2 separate regions of the Sus scrofa genome follow, and region 2 is linked to region 1. Evidence: chromatin contacts called from public HiChIP or PLAC-seq data. All regions are on one chromosome and are shown on one strand. Each heading gives the region's core, a stretch centred on a gene start, on an enhancer-like site or on the middle of the called end of the contact. The rest is flanking DNA. Distances are from core to core; before and after follow the strand shown.

Region 1 (7,649 bases), core at 5,045-7,544:
AAGGACCGCAAACGAGTTCCCGTGGGCGAAACGGAGCCGAATAGAGAAATTAGGGAATATTATGAGACCTAAAGTCAGAAGAACTGAGAACAGGCCGTTCTTGCAAACCATTCCACCTCCAGCCACTTAATTGGGTGGAAAAAGAGCGTTTCCATTAAGGCGCATTAGCTCGGCAGTCTGGGTCACCAAGCGCCCAATTACCGCCATGTGGACATACAGAGGGCAAGGACTCGAGGGCAGGCCTTTGCTCTGCCATCAGGGCCTTGCAGGGACGGCCTGCCTCTGGAGCAACAGCCCCAAGCCTCGGCCGCTGCAGCGCCTTCAGAATGGCCACCTGCTGCCACCTCCCAAGTGGAGGCCTCGGGAAGGACGCAATCCGCCAGTTCCAGGAAAGGAGGTCTTCCCAACGCCCAAGGCTGCTGAGGTCTAAACGCCCAGAACAGCTGGCGCTCAGAAGCCAAGGTCAGACGGCTGATGCCCTGGGCCCTGAAGCAGTTCTCCCCGCCGCCGCCCCGTGCCCTGCGTGAGCAGAAAAACGTGAGAACCACAGGAAAATGAATTGTCTGTGGACAGGAGAACAGGAAGAGAGACTTCCAGGTGAATGTACAGTGCCAGGCTTCCCCTTGAACCACCGGGCGAGCAGAAACCAGGACACGGGAGGGGCCCTGGGCTTCTCACGCAAAAAAAAGGATGACTGATCCTTTGGCGCCGAGCAGCCACTGGGTCGGTTTTTCAGACAGAGAGCAAGTGGGTCAGCTCATCCAAGTCACCGCTCCAAGTGCATCAGGTAAAAAGAGCCCTCAGGCACTGGGGCAAGGGTTCGAGGTGCGGGTGGCCGGGGCACCTGCTCCCGGCCTTTCCCTCTTCCAGTCCCCAGCCCCCCAGCGTCTCCCACCTTTGTCCCCAGGACACAGGCCCACTGGGCCCCTCCTCTGCCCATGGACCGTCCTGGTCCCCATCGCTCCCAAACCAAGTCCAAACCCCTCCCATGACACCCCACCCCCACCCACCGCTGCAGAGCTCAGGGCCGGGCACCGCCACACAGCTGGGCCTTGGCCAGCCTGTGCCCCCTCCAGGAGCTCCCCGCCCAGCCACTGTGCCCAGGTGCCCAACCAAAGCCCACTGCAAACGTTCCCTCTTCTGTGGACCGTGCAGGGGCACGGTCCCTCCTCTGAACCCCAGGTCCACGGTCAGGGCTGGTGCAGACGGCGGTGGGGTGGGGTGGGGGGCAGGGCTTGGAGGAGGATCACGGCATGGCCCTGTGACCTTGGGCACAAGCTCTCACGCCTTCCATCCTTCGCCCTCGCTCCTCCATTGTTGTGACAACGAATGTCACAAGTGGGTGCCTCAAGCAGCAGCTGGACAGGAAACGCTGGGTCTCTCCTGTTCTCGTCGCCTGCCCCTGCTCTGGGTCACTGGAAACGCCTGGTGTCCTATAGCGCCCCCCACTCAACAAGTTTGTGGGCATACCAGGCCCACGAGGGCTGCAAGGTCAGCTGGCCCCAGAGCCCCCGAGTTTACTGATCTAAACTCGGATGCGTGAAGGAGTTCCTGCCATGGATCAGCGGGTCAAGAACCCGACTAGTATCCATGAGGATGCAGGTTTGATCCCTGGCCCCGCTCAGTGGGTTAAGGATCCGGTGTTGCCGTGAGCTGTGGCGCGAGTCACAGATGCGGCTTGGATCTCGTGTTGCTGTGGCTCTGGTGCAGGCTGGCGGCTGCAGCTCCAATTCAACCCCTAGCCTGGGAACTTCCATATGCCACAGGTAGGGCTCTAAAAAAAAAAAAAAAAAAAAAAAAAAAATTACTGGGACATGTGGATGCGTCACTGCTGGAATATCAACTCCCAGAAGGCAGAGGTCAGGTCCTCTCACCCTTGCGCCCCCAGCACACCGAGGAGACCCCCACACAAGTGTGCTCGCCTGAGCAGAAGCCAATCAAAGCAAATTCAGAAAGCCTCAGTTATCTGCCAGCTTCGCATTTTGTGAAACAGCCTCACTAATTAACTATTCAGACGAGCAGGGGCCAGGACCCCCCAGGGCACCAATTCTCCAAGGATCCGACATTACAACATCCCACTCACTGCAAACCATGCTCGAAGATGCCGAATGTTCTGCTCAGGCATCACTACAAACATCTCAGGTCACTAAGCATCTCAGACAGGCACTAATGAGGCTGAACTGTAACAGAACTGCGCCACTACAGCAAACGCCAGGACGGCAGCTGGACGGGGCCAGCAACACGCTGGCCCCCACGCTGTCCTGAAAAGCACCACATCGGAAGTGCCTCCTGGAGTCAGCCAGCAGAGAGCCCGGGCCAGTGACAGTGACCCAGTGCAGGAAGCTCAGAGCCTGCAGGGGACTGGGAGGTGCTGTGTGAGTGGATCGGAGTGAAATTAAAAGGCATCCGCGTGCAGGAGGCGCTTAGCAGTAGCGTCGGTCACCCTGGGGACCCTGAGGGCCCCCATCCAGTAGCACACACTCCTGGAGCCCCGGGGCACAGGTCCCTTACCCCACCCCTCTGAGGAACAGCTGGACCGCACCCCTGAGGCCAGCCTCCCCCAACCCACAAATGGGCCATCCTGTTTTGCCAGTTCTCTCAGCTCCCTTAGCTCAAGTCCCTGGCGGTCACAGCATCCCAGCCACGTCCATCCTAACCTGATGACAAATGCTTCGATGTGGGTGCTCCGATCCCTCAATTTGGGGACCTCACCGCTGCCACATTCCTACCCATCAATCGTGCTGATTCTGAGCAGATAAAGTGACTTCAATCACAGCTCATGACAATCCGTCATTAGTTAATGATAAAGGAAAAAGATTCTAGAAGCAGCAGAGGGTGAAACCTCGGAGAAACTCCAAATTATCAGAGAGCCTCTTTGCCTACCCACGTGCATCTCTCACAAGTGTCCTATCTTAATAAATCTATTCCTTGTCCATCAAAAAAAGCATCAGAAAAGCCACTCTGTTTTCTACAGAATAATATCTGGTAGTCCCAATCGCCTACTTTATCCCTCCCACCTTCCTCTTTGATAACCATAAACCTGTTGTTTATATCTGCGAGTCTATTTCTGTTTTGTAAATAAGCTCGCTTGTATTATTTTTAGATTCCACATGTAAGCGACGTCATGTGATAGTTGTCTTTCTCAGACTTCCTCCACTTCGTATAATCATTTCCAGGTCCATCCACGTAGCTGTAAATGGTCTGAAGCTAACACAATATTGTAAATCGACTATGCGTCAATTTTTTTCTTAAAAAAGTCACACTGCCATCTGTGTTTGTCGGCCACAGTCGCAGCCCCTTGGAGCCGAGCTGTGAGATGGGTCCCCTCGACTTGGAGATGTAACGAAACCTCCCAGGACCAGCCTCTGTGTGAGGATAACACACAGAAAGAAATGTGCTTCGTAAGAGAAGACGGAAAAGGCAGTGGGAAAAACGAGCCTGGCAAAGCAAGTACCACTGGTCCCTGTTCCGCGAAACTCGTATTAATTAGTCAGATCAGTAATGTCTCATTGTATCCAGGGAAGCCCAAAGCGTGCTCTGCTGAGAAAATATGAAGATTAAATCATCCAGTCATTTTATGAAAAAGAACGGATTCTCTGTGCACCTGCCGCAGGAACGCTCCACTGGGAGGGAGCGGGAGACGAGCAGGTGGAAAACGCCGGAGCACGGCGCCCTCTAGCGGCCGGTCTCCACCGGCGGGCATGAGTGAGGCACCGCCTGCAAAGGTTTCTTCGGAGCAAGAGAGTTGGCTGCTGGGCAACGCGTGCACCTTCCAAAGGCAGGCGGGACTCGGCGGCACAGGGTGCGGGGGCAGGGGGCTTGAAGCCACCACCCCCACTGCCGGCGGCTCCACCAGGAATGGATGCAACACTCAAGGCAACAAGGGAGGAGGAGCTTCAGGACCCACTGGGGTCCCCTTTAGAGGAAGAGCCTCAAGGGAGCAGGGGGAGCCAAAGGCACGTGGAGATCCCCTGCCAGCCCGGACCAAGCCAGGGTCCCCACCGCCCCCTGTTCTGTCCCACTCCTTTCCGGTGTTGTCACGTTCGACGCACAGGTGCATCTGTGTAACTGGATGTGTGCCCACAGCACCGTGAAGGCACATGAAAGGCTTCCTCCCCAGCTCCCTGGGCAGGGTGCAGCCCAGAGGAAGCCCTCAGGGGCACGGGGCGAGTTCATGGCGAGTGCATGAATGAAGGAATGGACGGCTGCATACATGGATGTTTCCGATCCTAGCCTGGAACTCTAGGAGCTCCTTTTCGCCTCTCTGCGGGCCTCTGTGACAGGCTGAACGATGCCCCTCTTCCCTCAAAGACGCCCACAGCTCCATCCCTGGAGGCTGGGACCTCACAGAGCCAAAGGATCTTGTGATGGGGAAATGATGGGTGATGCAGGTGGGCCCCGTGGCATCTCAAAGGTCCATATTAAAGGGACACAGGTGGGTCACAGTGCAAGAAGTCAATCTGAACAGGCCACAGACTATACAGTTCCAACTCTGGGACATCCTGGAAAAGGCAAAATCATGCAGACAGTAGAAAGGCCGGTGGTCGCCGGGGGCTGGGGGAGGGAGGGATGAAGAGGGGGGACAGAGAGTGTTTAGGGGAGCGAAATTCCCCTGGGTGACAGAGCAATGGCAGCTGCAAGTCATTGTACTTTTGCTCAAATCCATAGAAAGTCCAGCACTAAAGGCGATTACGAAATTTGGGTGACAATGATGCGTCCGTGGAGGGCCACCTTTTGTAACCACTGTACCACCTGGTGAGGGGTATGGGTAATGGGGGAGGCTGGGGGGGGGGTCTATAAGGGAAATCCCTGTACCCTCTGCTCAATATTGCTGTGAACCTAAAACTGCTCTAAAACAATAAAGTCTACTTTTTTAAGAGCAGCGGAGGGCCCCCTCAGGGTCACAGGGGTGCGTGTGTGTGTGTCCTGGGCACCCCTGTACCCAGGGCCCCAGGGGAAAGGTCAGCGGTTGCCTAGGGTCCTTCTTTTCCGTGATCTCCTACTCGGGTGGTGGGCGGTGAGGAGGGGGTCAGTGGGGGGCGGGGGCGGTCCTAAGGACACTGAGTGTGGAGGCCACCTCCTTCCAGCTCCGTGGTTCGCAGCCAGGGATGTGCAGCAGCATCTGGGGATACTCCAGGCTGCCACCCCTGGATGCAGGAGGTGCTACTGGCATCTAGTGTGCAGAGGCTGGGGATGCCTGACCTGCCGTGCCCGGGACACACACACACACACACACCTGCTGGAGAATCATCGGGTGCAAAATGTGCGGCGCATGGAGGTAGTGACACCCCGCTGGATCCTCCTGAGGAGCCCCAGAGGCCGGACGGGTGAGGGTGCCCACGATGGCACAGCCGTGCCGTATCCACAGCCCGCCCAGCACCTTGCCCCCACCTTCGCTCAGGTCAGAATTCCGCGGGGCCACGGCCGTGTGCTCCCTGCCTCACAGGATCGTGGTCATGTGGCTGAAACCCCATCCCGTGTTTTGCTGCCCTAAGCATCCCCTGGCTTGTGCCCTGCCTCCACACCCTTCAGGGAAAGGGCTCCTTCCTGCCTGCTGCCACCCAGCCCCCACCTCCAGCCCCCAGGGTGGGTCTCCTTGGCACAGGGGGCAGCCTGGATGCGTCTGTCCCTCCACTTTCTGGCCCAGGGTGGACATGAGGTGGGGGCCCGAGGGCGCTGCAGCCGTGTCCCTCCACCTTCGATACCTGCTGCGTGCCCCCCACTCGCAGGCCCGGATCGCCCACACACCCTCGCCAGTCCAGCCGGGGCTGCGGCTGGGAGGCATGGGCACCAGGTGGTGAGTGACGCTGCTCCATCCCAGGGCCAAGGGGGCCTCGCTGTTCCACCCTGGTCCTCACTCCCTGGGGCTGTGGGCAGATCGGCCGCTCCCCCGAGGCCCTGGCCTCCTGCCTCTGGTTGCCCTGGCAACCGGGCACCCTCCCTCCCTGAAGAAGCCACTGTCTCCAGCAGAGTGAGAGCTCTGGACACTGGTGACAGCTGCGGGCCAGGCAGGGACGGCCAGACCAGCCAAGTGTGAGCCACCTTCTGAGCGGCCTGGACAGCTGCTGCCCTGAGGCTGCCCTGACCTGAGCCCAGGGTCACAGCGCTAAGGGACCTTCCTCTGTGCGCCTTGCCCCCCCAGGCCAGCAGAAGGACCATGGTGCTCAAAACCTCAGGGCTTGTTCGGACGTGGGCAGGCTTCCTTTGGTCCTTCTGACTTTAGCCCCGTCCCATGTAGATGACCGGCCAGCCTCTTCTCATGCGTCCACCCCAAAGTCCCCTGGCTGACTGGCACCACATCCCGCTTCATTCTCGCCCTGAAGTCATCACACGGTTATTCGTTTGTTGTGATAAATTGTCCCCCTCTTGAACAGACAGCCCAAGTACAGAGTTCTTTGCATCCTCAAAGCCCAGCTCAAGGTCCGGCACATAGTAGGGCCTCAATTGATGTTCTCTGAATTCCGAGTCAAATAAGTATCCTATCCTCCCCCCTCTCCCTCGGGGTTGCGGACTCGTGAGAGAACATGTGAAATGCTAAGCACAGGGCCCAGCAGGAGAGGCCTTCAGCAGACGCTCAGCAAGTACAATGCCAAGGTTTTGAGGACCTACTGTGTGCGGGCCAGTCACCAGCACAGCTAGAGGGGAAGGAGGTGAGTCCTGGACCCACAGCCTGCTGCTTCCACCTGCTTCCTCCCTTTGGGAGGGATGTTCCTTCCCTTTCCGGCCACTTCGGTATCTCTGACAAGCAAAGCATGTTTCTGGTCAAGCGGACCCCAAGTTTAAAGGCATGTCTCACTTCCCCAGCTGCCCAGAAACTTCTGTTTGAAGAAAACAATGAGAGGGACACACTTCATCTCTTAGTTCCCTTTATTTGTCCCTGGAGTCCAAGAGGTTAGAGGGGCAGGGGCTGGGGAGAGTAGGTGTGGCCGTATTCATTCACTTTTAAATGTAAATTCCCTTCACTTAAGAAAAGAAGTCTGGGAGTTCCCTGGTGGCTCAGCAGGTTAAAGACCTGGCATTGTCAGTGCTGTGGCTCAGATCGCTGCTGTGGCAAGGGTTCGATCCCTGGCCCAGGAATTTCCACATGCCTCGGGTACAGCCAAAATAAAATAAAATAAAGAGACTGGGTTTTTTTGTTTGGTTTTTTTTTTTTTTTTTTTGCTTTTTAGGGCTGTGCCTGCAGCATATGGAAGTTCCTGGGCCAGGGACTGAATTGGAGCTACAGCTGCAGGTCTACACCATAGCTCACAGCAATGCTGGATCCTTAACCCACTGAGCAGGGCCAGGGATCAAATCTGCAACCTCATGGATACTAGTTGGATTCATTTCTACTCAGCCACCACGGGAACTCCTGAGGTTTGGTTTTTTACACACATCTTGCAGCGTGACCACGCTGGGATGTGGCCCCGTTTGCACCTGCTCACTCTCTCATCCAACAACCACTTAGTGGGCCTCCTCTACTGTCAGGCCTGGCGCCAGGCGGGCCGCGCAAGCACTCAGACACAGGCCCTGCCCTGAGGGGCCCCAGTGCCCAGGGGGAAAATGATGGAAGTACGTGTGGATGCTGGGAGCCCTGGAATGAGTGGCAGTCCAGGCAGGCTTCCTGGAGGAGGCAACCTTGGAGCTGCGTCTTAGAGGAGCCTGGCCTA
Region 2 (7,188 bases), core at 666-3,165, 40 kb after region 1:
AGTCCTGTGCTTTCACATCCTGAGTCCCCTCAGGGCTCACCGGGAGGGGTGGCAGTGGAGGCTAGAAGGCTGCAACATCCTTTGTTTACTGATATGCCGGGCCACATTTTTTCAAAGGCCCTGCCCTCTGGGAACCCAATCATCTAATTGGATAAAAGTGCTCCCGATGGGAAATGCAAGGGCACACACTCCCCTCACCTTCCCCCTTCCTCCTCCCCAACACACACGCGCGCGCGTGCACACACGCGCACACACACACACCCCTGGGTGGGAAATGCATGGGAGCACAGAATACATATCTCCAAGGGAGAAATGAGTTCAGGGACGTGTGTCTATGTGTCCCTGCAAGCATGTCCTTAGGTCACACGGTGGAGGGGGCTCATCCTGGAGGTCCAAGGGGACCTTCTAGAGCACAGGTCAAGCTGGGCTATGAGGAACTCTGCACACCCGTGACCGCTGACACACCTTCCCCATGTCCTGCCCGAGGCCAGCTCGCACCAGCCTTTTCAGAGCTGCCCCAGCACACCACGCACCCTCACCCGCAGGGCATCTGGCCCAGAGGACGAACCTCCGGGCCAGAACAAAGGGAAAATTCCGGAACGCGGCCCCGGGAGGGGCCCAGAGAACAGCGGTATTTCAAGATCCCAAACGAGAGTCCTCACACGTCTAAAAAAACTTTTAAAATGTAAGAGAAGGCAGGCAGATTTTTAGCAGTATTCTCGCAGGCACCTGGGGTCAGACATGGAGGGGCCTCTGTGGTCCGTGCCCCAGTCGGTGCCCACGGGCCTCGCAGCTCCGGCCTGCCCGCTCCGCACGAGTTCCTCCCTCCCCTCTCCGCCGCGGGGGCCGCAGCCGGACAGCACCCCGCATCACGGACACTGGCGGGGCCCGGCCTCTGCCCGCCCGGCAGCGCGTGCCCATTGAGGAGCGAGTGCCCTCAGGCAGGGCTGAACCAGCGGGCCCGCGGCGGTGCTGCCCGGCAGCGGGGCTTTGTACATGGCCCCTCGGGCCGCGGCGGGCCCGGGGCTGGCCTCGGCGCCCCGGGAGCTCGCCCCACATCTGCTCAACGTCCTGCCCTCAGCAGGAGCTGGCGCTGCGCCCCGAGATGACGCCGGGGCCCAAAGAGGCTCGACGAGCCGCCGGCGGAGGACAGGGCGGGGGGAGAGCCTGAGCTCCCGGTTCCCGCCGGCGTTTAAAGGTCTCGGGAGGAGGAAGGCGCGAGGCTCAAGGGCTGTCGCCAAGGTCACGGCTGCGCGCTGCGCGGGCCCGGCGGGGTAAGGATGCCGCGCGCGCGGAGCCCGAAGGGGAGCGGGCGCGTGGCCCCGGCGGCCACCCGAGCGAGACTCGGGGCCGCATGGTTCCGGCTGCTACTCGACCGGGTCCCGGCAGGGCTCAGGCCGCGTGGTCCGGCTGCTACTCAACCGGGTCCCGGCAGGGCTCGGACCGCGTGGTCCCGGCTGCTACTCAACCGGGTCCCGGCAAGGCTCGGACCGCGTGGCCCGCCTGCCCCTCGATCCGGTCCCGGTGGGACTCGGGGCGGCGTGCGCGCAAGCGCGAGCGCGCGGGGCCGAGCAGCCGCCCGCCCGGAGCCCGCGGGGCGGGGCGCGGCGCGTGCGCGGCGGGCGGCCGGCGGCCGGCGGACTCACCCTCCTTGGCCTTCTTCTTCCTCGCCAGCGTGCCGCCCAGCTTGCCCAGGAACGACTCGTCCTTCTTCATCCTGTGCGGCCGCGAGGCGGGCGAGCGCAGCGGTGCGGAGGACATGGGGTGCGCGGGGACCCCGGGGCCGGGCGCGGGCGCAGCGCGTGTGAGAGCAGCCCTGGTCGCCGCCTTGGCCGCCGCCGCCGCCTGCTCGGCCTGGGGAGTGGCCCGGAGGGCGCGGCCCCGGCGCCGGCCCCCGCCCCCGCCCGCCCCCGGCCCTGCGGCGCCCGCCGCCCGAGGTCTCGGCGCCCTCTCGGGCGCTGCGGTCACCACTTCCAGCCCGCCGGCTGCCCGCGAGCCCTCGGCCGTTCCCACGCTGCGCGTCACACTCATTCTCAAAGTGAAGTGGTGCTTCCGCGCTTAAGTGCCGCCGTTGGGACAGACCTAAGGCTTCCTCCGCCTTCTCCTCCTGTTCTGCACCTCTGAGCCCTGGGCTGGGCCGGCTCTGGTGCCGGTACCTGGGCTCCAGGGAACCGGGGGGCAGTCGGGGCCAGCACCTTTGCGCACCCGAAGTGGATCACATAACCCACAAATAAGTCATGTCACTTGCTGAACTTTTACCCACAACCGGGCTTGGGGCTAGAGGCACAATCCCGGCTCTGAAGAGGCTTTGCGTTCGGTGGACATTGCTGGCACATAGGAACCCTCGCGAACACCCTGTTCTGTGCTAGGGGAGGACAGGAATTTTCCCGAAGAGACCTGAAGAGCCAGGAAACATGTTGGCCTGGAATCAGGCCGAGGGAAGAGCAGGACCAGAGGGCACAGCGTGGGGCTCCAGGGACCGGAGAGAGAAGAGGACCAAGGCAGGTCCTGGCAGCGCTGGAAGCCGCGGAAGGGGTTTGAGATGGAGGTGACCTGGTGGACTTGGGTTCTACAAGGTTGACTCTGGACGATGTGTGACAGCGGGTGGGGAAGGGGGCCCAGAGAGACCGGTTCCGGTTCCCAGGCCCCAGTGATTTAGGAGGGACGTGAACAGGTTTCTGGAGACACTCACAGGTGGACGGAGCTCCAGACTTGATGGAGTGGAAAGAGTTAAGGCCATTTCCCCAGGACAGTGGGTGGGGTCCTTCCCCAGCAGATACCACTATCTGAGGCCGTCCACCCGGGGAGGAGCAGGGGAGTCTAGGTCTGTGTGTGTGGTTAAGGTTGGTTTTTCCCTCGCCCTCCGGGCTGGCTCCGAGCCCACAGCCCTCTGTAACTCCCCCAACAGCAAACATTTGTGTTGGCCCAGCAGGAGCCAGGCCCTGCCCTCCCGCAGTGGGTGCACTGACCCCGGGGGACAGAGCCTTGCCCTCCAGGAGCTCGTGATCCAGGAGGACACAGCCCCGCAGTGACGTGGGATGCAGTTAGGAATCCAGCGGGGAGGCAGGGGAGCAGGAGGAAGAGAGGGTTGGGAGATGCAGGGACATTCGTATTCTCTCGCGGGAGAGAAGTCTCAGCAGGCAGGACAGAAAGGGAGGCCTTGAGCAAAGACCTTGGCCCCGGGGAGGGTTGAGGTGAGGTGGCAGACGAGGATGCAGGCTGCCTGGTGTGAGTGAATGGGGGCGAGCCCGCACAAGGAGCCCTGAGCCACGTCTGCGACCTACACCACAGCTCCTGGCAACGCCAGATCCTCAACCCACGGAGCAGGCCAGGGATTGAACCTGCATCCACATGGATCCTAGTAGGTAGGGTTCGTTTCCACTAAGCCACAACGGGAACTCCGATCTTTTTTTTTTTTTTTTTAGTAATTTTTATTTTTTCCATCATAGCTGGTTTACAGTGTTCTGTCAATTTTCTACTGTACAGCAAGGTGACCCAGTTTTATATATGTATATATATATATTTTTTTTTTCTTCACATTATCATGCTCCAGCATTAAGTGACTAGATACAGTTCCCAGTGCTATACAGCACGGTTGCTGGATCTTGATGGGACCCTGACACAGTCAGGGCTAGACTACTCTGAACGCTGAGGGCTACTGTCATCCAGGGCAGGGGATCTCTGGCCCCTTTGAGAATCTGCTGCGTGGTACAGATTCTAGAGAAACACACGAATGCCGCATCCTGGTTCTGGAGGCCCACAGCCACCCTCACCCTCCCACGCCCCTGGGCACAGCCACAGATCCCAGGAGGAGAGCATGTGACCACGAGAGAAGCCTCGGAAAAGAAACCTTGGATGAAGAGCAGAAAAGAACCACGGTCCTGAGCACAGTCTCGGGTGCAGGGAGTACCCAGTTAAATAACTGATTGTTCGGAAGTTTCATCAGTAGGTCTGGCTTCCGAGCAGACACACAGAATTCACCAATTTCACTCGCTTGCTGCTCATGGGAGGTCAAATCTTACTTTAAGACATTGCTGCTCTGGCGTAATGGGATCAGCAATGTGTCTGGAACACTGGGACACAGGTTGGATCCCCGGCCTGGCACACTGGGTTAAAGATTCAGCAAAGATCAGAACTGCATCTCAGATCTGGTCCCTGGCCTGGGAACTCCATATGCAGCAGGGGGCCAAAAAAAAAAAACACTTTTTTTGTTTTGGCCACAGCTGCAGCATGCAGAAGTTCCCAGGCCAGGGATCAACCCCACGCCCCAGGCGTTCCTGTTTTGACTCAGAGATAATGAACCTGTCTAGCATCAATGAGGACGTGGGTTTGATCCCTAGGTGCAGCCCTAAAAAAAAAAAAAAAAAAGACAGATACAAAAAAACCCACACCACAAAGCCAGACCCTTAGCTGCTAAGCCATCAGGGAACGCCTAAAAAATCCTACTTTAAAAGGTGCCTACTTTTTTTTTTTTTTTTTTTTTTTTTTTTGCTTTTTGGGCTACACCTGCGGCATACGGAAGTTCCCAGGCTAGGGGTCAAATGGGAGAAATAGCTGATGGCCTACACCACAGCCACAGCAATGAGGGATCCAAGCTGCATCTGAGACCTACACCACAGCTCACCGCAACGCTGGATCCCCGACCCACTCGAGCAAGGGCAGGGATCAAACCTGCATCCTCACGGATACTAATCGGATTGCTTTCCACTGGGCCACAACGGGAACATCTGAAAGGTGCTACTTTAAAAGAAAAAATGCCATTACACTGTGAAAGAACAAGAGGCTCAAGTCCAAAGGAATGTCCACCTATTTTAGGAAGGGTTACTCGCTCCAGTCGAGTGATTCTCAGTTGTAAGAGGAACTGACCCTGACCCGGGCCTCACATGACCGTAGCGTTCTGGAACGTTGTAGACGTCATTTGTATAAAAAAATAATAATCATATTTTTAACGCGAGCAGTGTCCGTGGTGCTGAGGAATCCCCGCACCTTCTCGGCCAAGTTCACTGTCATTCTCTTCCTGCAGGTGAGGGGTGGCCTTTGCAACCTCGGGAGAAATGTTGCCCTCACCGGCTCTCTTTCCCCTGCCCGTCTTGGGCTGGAGGAGAGTCTCATTTCTTATCAAATGCAGCCCAGTGCCTTGAGTTAGTTGTAATTTTTTTATTTTTTTTTTATTTTTTTTTATTTATTTATTTTTTTGGTGCATGTGCACCACCGATGACAATCAAGAAATGACTTGCTGGCTGGGGAGGAATCCGATTATTTTTTTACAAGGGTTAGAAGCTGGAGGGACCCTGATTTATTTATTTATTTTTTTAGGGCCACACCCGCAGCACATGGAAGTTCCCAGGCTAGGGGTCAAATCGGAGCTACAGCCGCCAGCCTACACCACAGCCACAGCATCATGGGACCTGAGCAGCATCTGGGACCTACACCACAGCTCACGGCAACGCTGGATCCTTAACCCACTGAGTGAGGCCAGGGACCAAACCCGCATCCTCATGGATCCTAGTTGGATTCCTTTCCGCTGCGACACATCGGGAACTCCTGGAGGGACCCCGATTGACACCCCTGAAATGTTCCCCACTCCTGGCAATTTACCCAGGCTTCTCTCTGGAGCCGTCTAACTGAAACAATTTTCCAAATTGCTCTCAGGGCAGCCACCATCTCTAGTCACTTGAAGGTTGGAAAGTGTTGGTTGTTAATAAGAAACGGAGAATGTGGGACTTCCCGTTGCGGCTCAGCAGGTTAAGAACCCGACATAGTGTCCATGAGGATGCGGGGTTCTATCCCCGGCCTCGCTCAGTGGGTTAAGGATCCATTGTCGCCCACATGCTGTGGCATAGGCCTCAGCAGATACGATTTGACCCCTATCCCGGCAACTTTCACATGCCTCGGGTGGGGCCATAAAAAAGAAAAAGAGAGAATTTAATGAGAAGCGGAAATATGATCTTAGCTCCTGGCCTCACCTGCTCAGCCCTCCACCTCTTAGCATGTGTCACGCCTGTAGCCGGTGCTGTTGCTCGGCGTGCATTTTACACGTGGACAATCATTGTGCAAATCAGATTCCGTGCAGCTGCCCCCATTAGAGAAAAACCATTCAATGTGCTTTTGAACTCGGGCTTCCAGAGTCCAGTTCCTTATTAGCTTAATTAAGAATAAGGAACAGGAGTTCCCTGGTGGCCCAGTGGTTAAGGATCTGGTGTTGTCACTGCTGTGACTCTGGTCACTGCGGTGGCTTAAGTTCCATCTCTGGCCCAGGAACTTCCGCATGCCGAGGGTGTGGCCCCCCCAAAAAAAACAAAATAAATAAGGAACAAACATTCCAGGCCCTGGGCGGGGGCCTGCACCATGTCATCTGTCAGTCTCAATTCTTGCTGCTTCTTCGGTCTGCCCCACAAAGGGTCAGGCACTAGGCAATGCAAACAGAGGGGACCGGTCTTAAGACCTCAACAGAAGCAAACCAAACAGCCTTACAAGCAAGGAGACAGGAGGACAGATAAACCAAAGGTATATGCATATACTGGACTACTAGCGAGCAAGCTATAAAAGCAACAGCGGATGTATTTCAACCACGTGGAGAGACAGAGTCAGGTGCAAGAATGCACACGGGGAGAAGCCACTTAGTTGAAGTTCAACAACAGCTGGCCTCTTTTCCATGTTGAGCGTGGTCACCTTCCTGGGAGAGGGTCTCGATTGGAGGCGGGCACCAGGAAATGCCAGGGACGCACGGGATGCGTGTCTTGGACTGGTTCCGGGAGTCACAGAGGCTGATACCCAGGTTTTACCCTGGGGAGCCGTGCCTTTCTCTGTGCATTAATGATACCTCCATAAAATCTTGGGGAAGAGAAAATAAATCAATGACACCTCTAGGCGGGATAATTTGGGTACCTTACCCCCGTTTGGGTTTCCTCTCCTGTCGATGAGTCTCCTGTGATAATACGGCAGTGCTGGAAGCACTTAGAGTTTTTAAAGCTGCCTGCCTTCTCTCATTTCCCTTCCAAAAAACTAAAAAGAAGAGGTATCTTTCAAAAAACGAAACGCAGCCTCTAACTCTTGTGGAGAGGAAAGAGAGCACAGTCAAGAGAGGGCTAAGACTGCGAGATGTTTCCTTGTGTTGCTCATTTTAAAACCTCCTAGCAAGTGCCGGGGAGGCAGAAGTGTACGGAAGTGACGGAAAGACTGAATTGA

What was found. HiChIP or PLAC-seq counts read pairs in DNA pulled down with a chosen protein or histone mark.
Region 2: a contact with region 1 is called in an H3K27ac HiChIP or PLAC-seq map of skeletal muscle. The contact joins the promoter of PARVB here to the enhancer-like site in region 1. A contact is called at or near these places in 8 of 47 Hi-C or Micro-C datasets (blood, fetal liver, heart right ventricle and 3 more) and 2 of 2 datasets of contacts at active chromatin or transcription factors (alveolar macrophages and skeletal muscle).

What each region holds. Positions count from the first base shown.
Region 1 is chr5:4,969,642-4,977,290 of Sscrofa11.1, forward strand. All of the region lies in intron 1 of PARVB (beta-parvin), which reads right to left. Among named protein-coding and RNA genes, the nearest start is that of PARVB, 42 kb to the right of the region's middle. Within about 2 kb of position 6,295, at least 4 of the 83 cell types and tissues checked have an H3K27ac peak or open chromatin away from gene starts, as enhancers often do. A contact at or near this core is called in omental adipose tissue, retroperitoneal adipose tissue and skeletal muscle, where this site is marked.
Region 2 is chr5:5,013,579-5,020,766 of Sscrofa11.1, forward strand. PARVB (beta-parvin) reads right to left here and starts at 1,916. Exons shown (of 14, transcript XM_021091402.1): 1 at 1,647-1,916. The coding sequence starts at 1,761.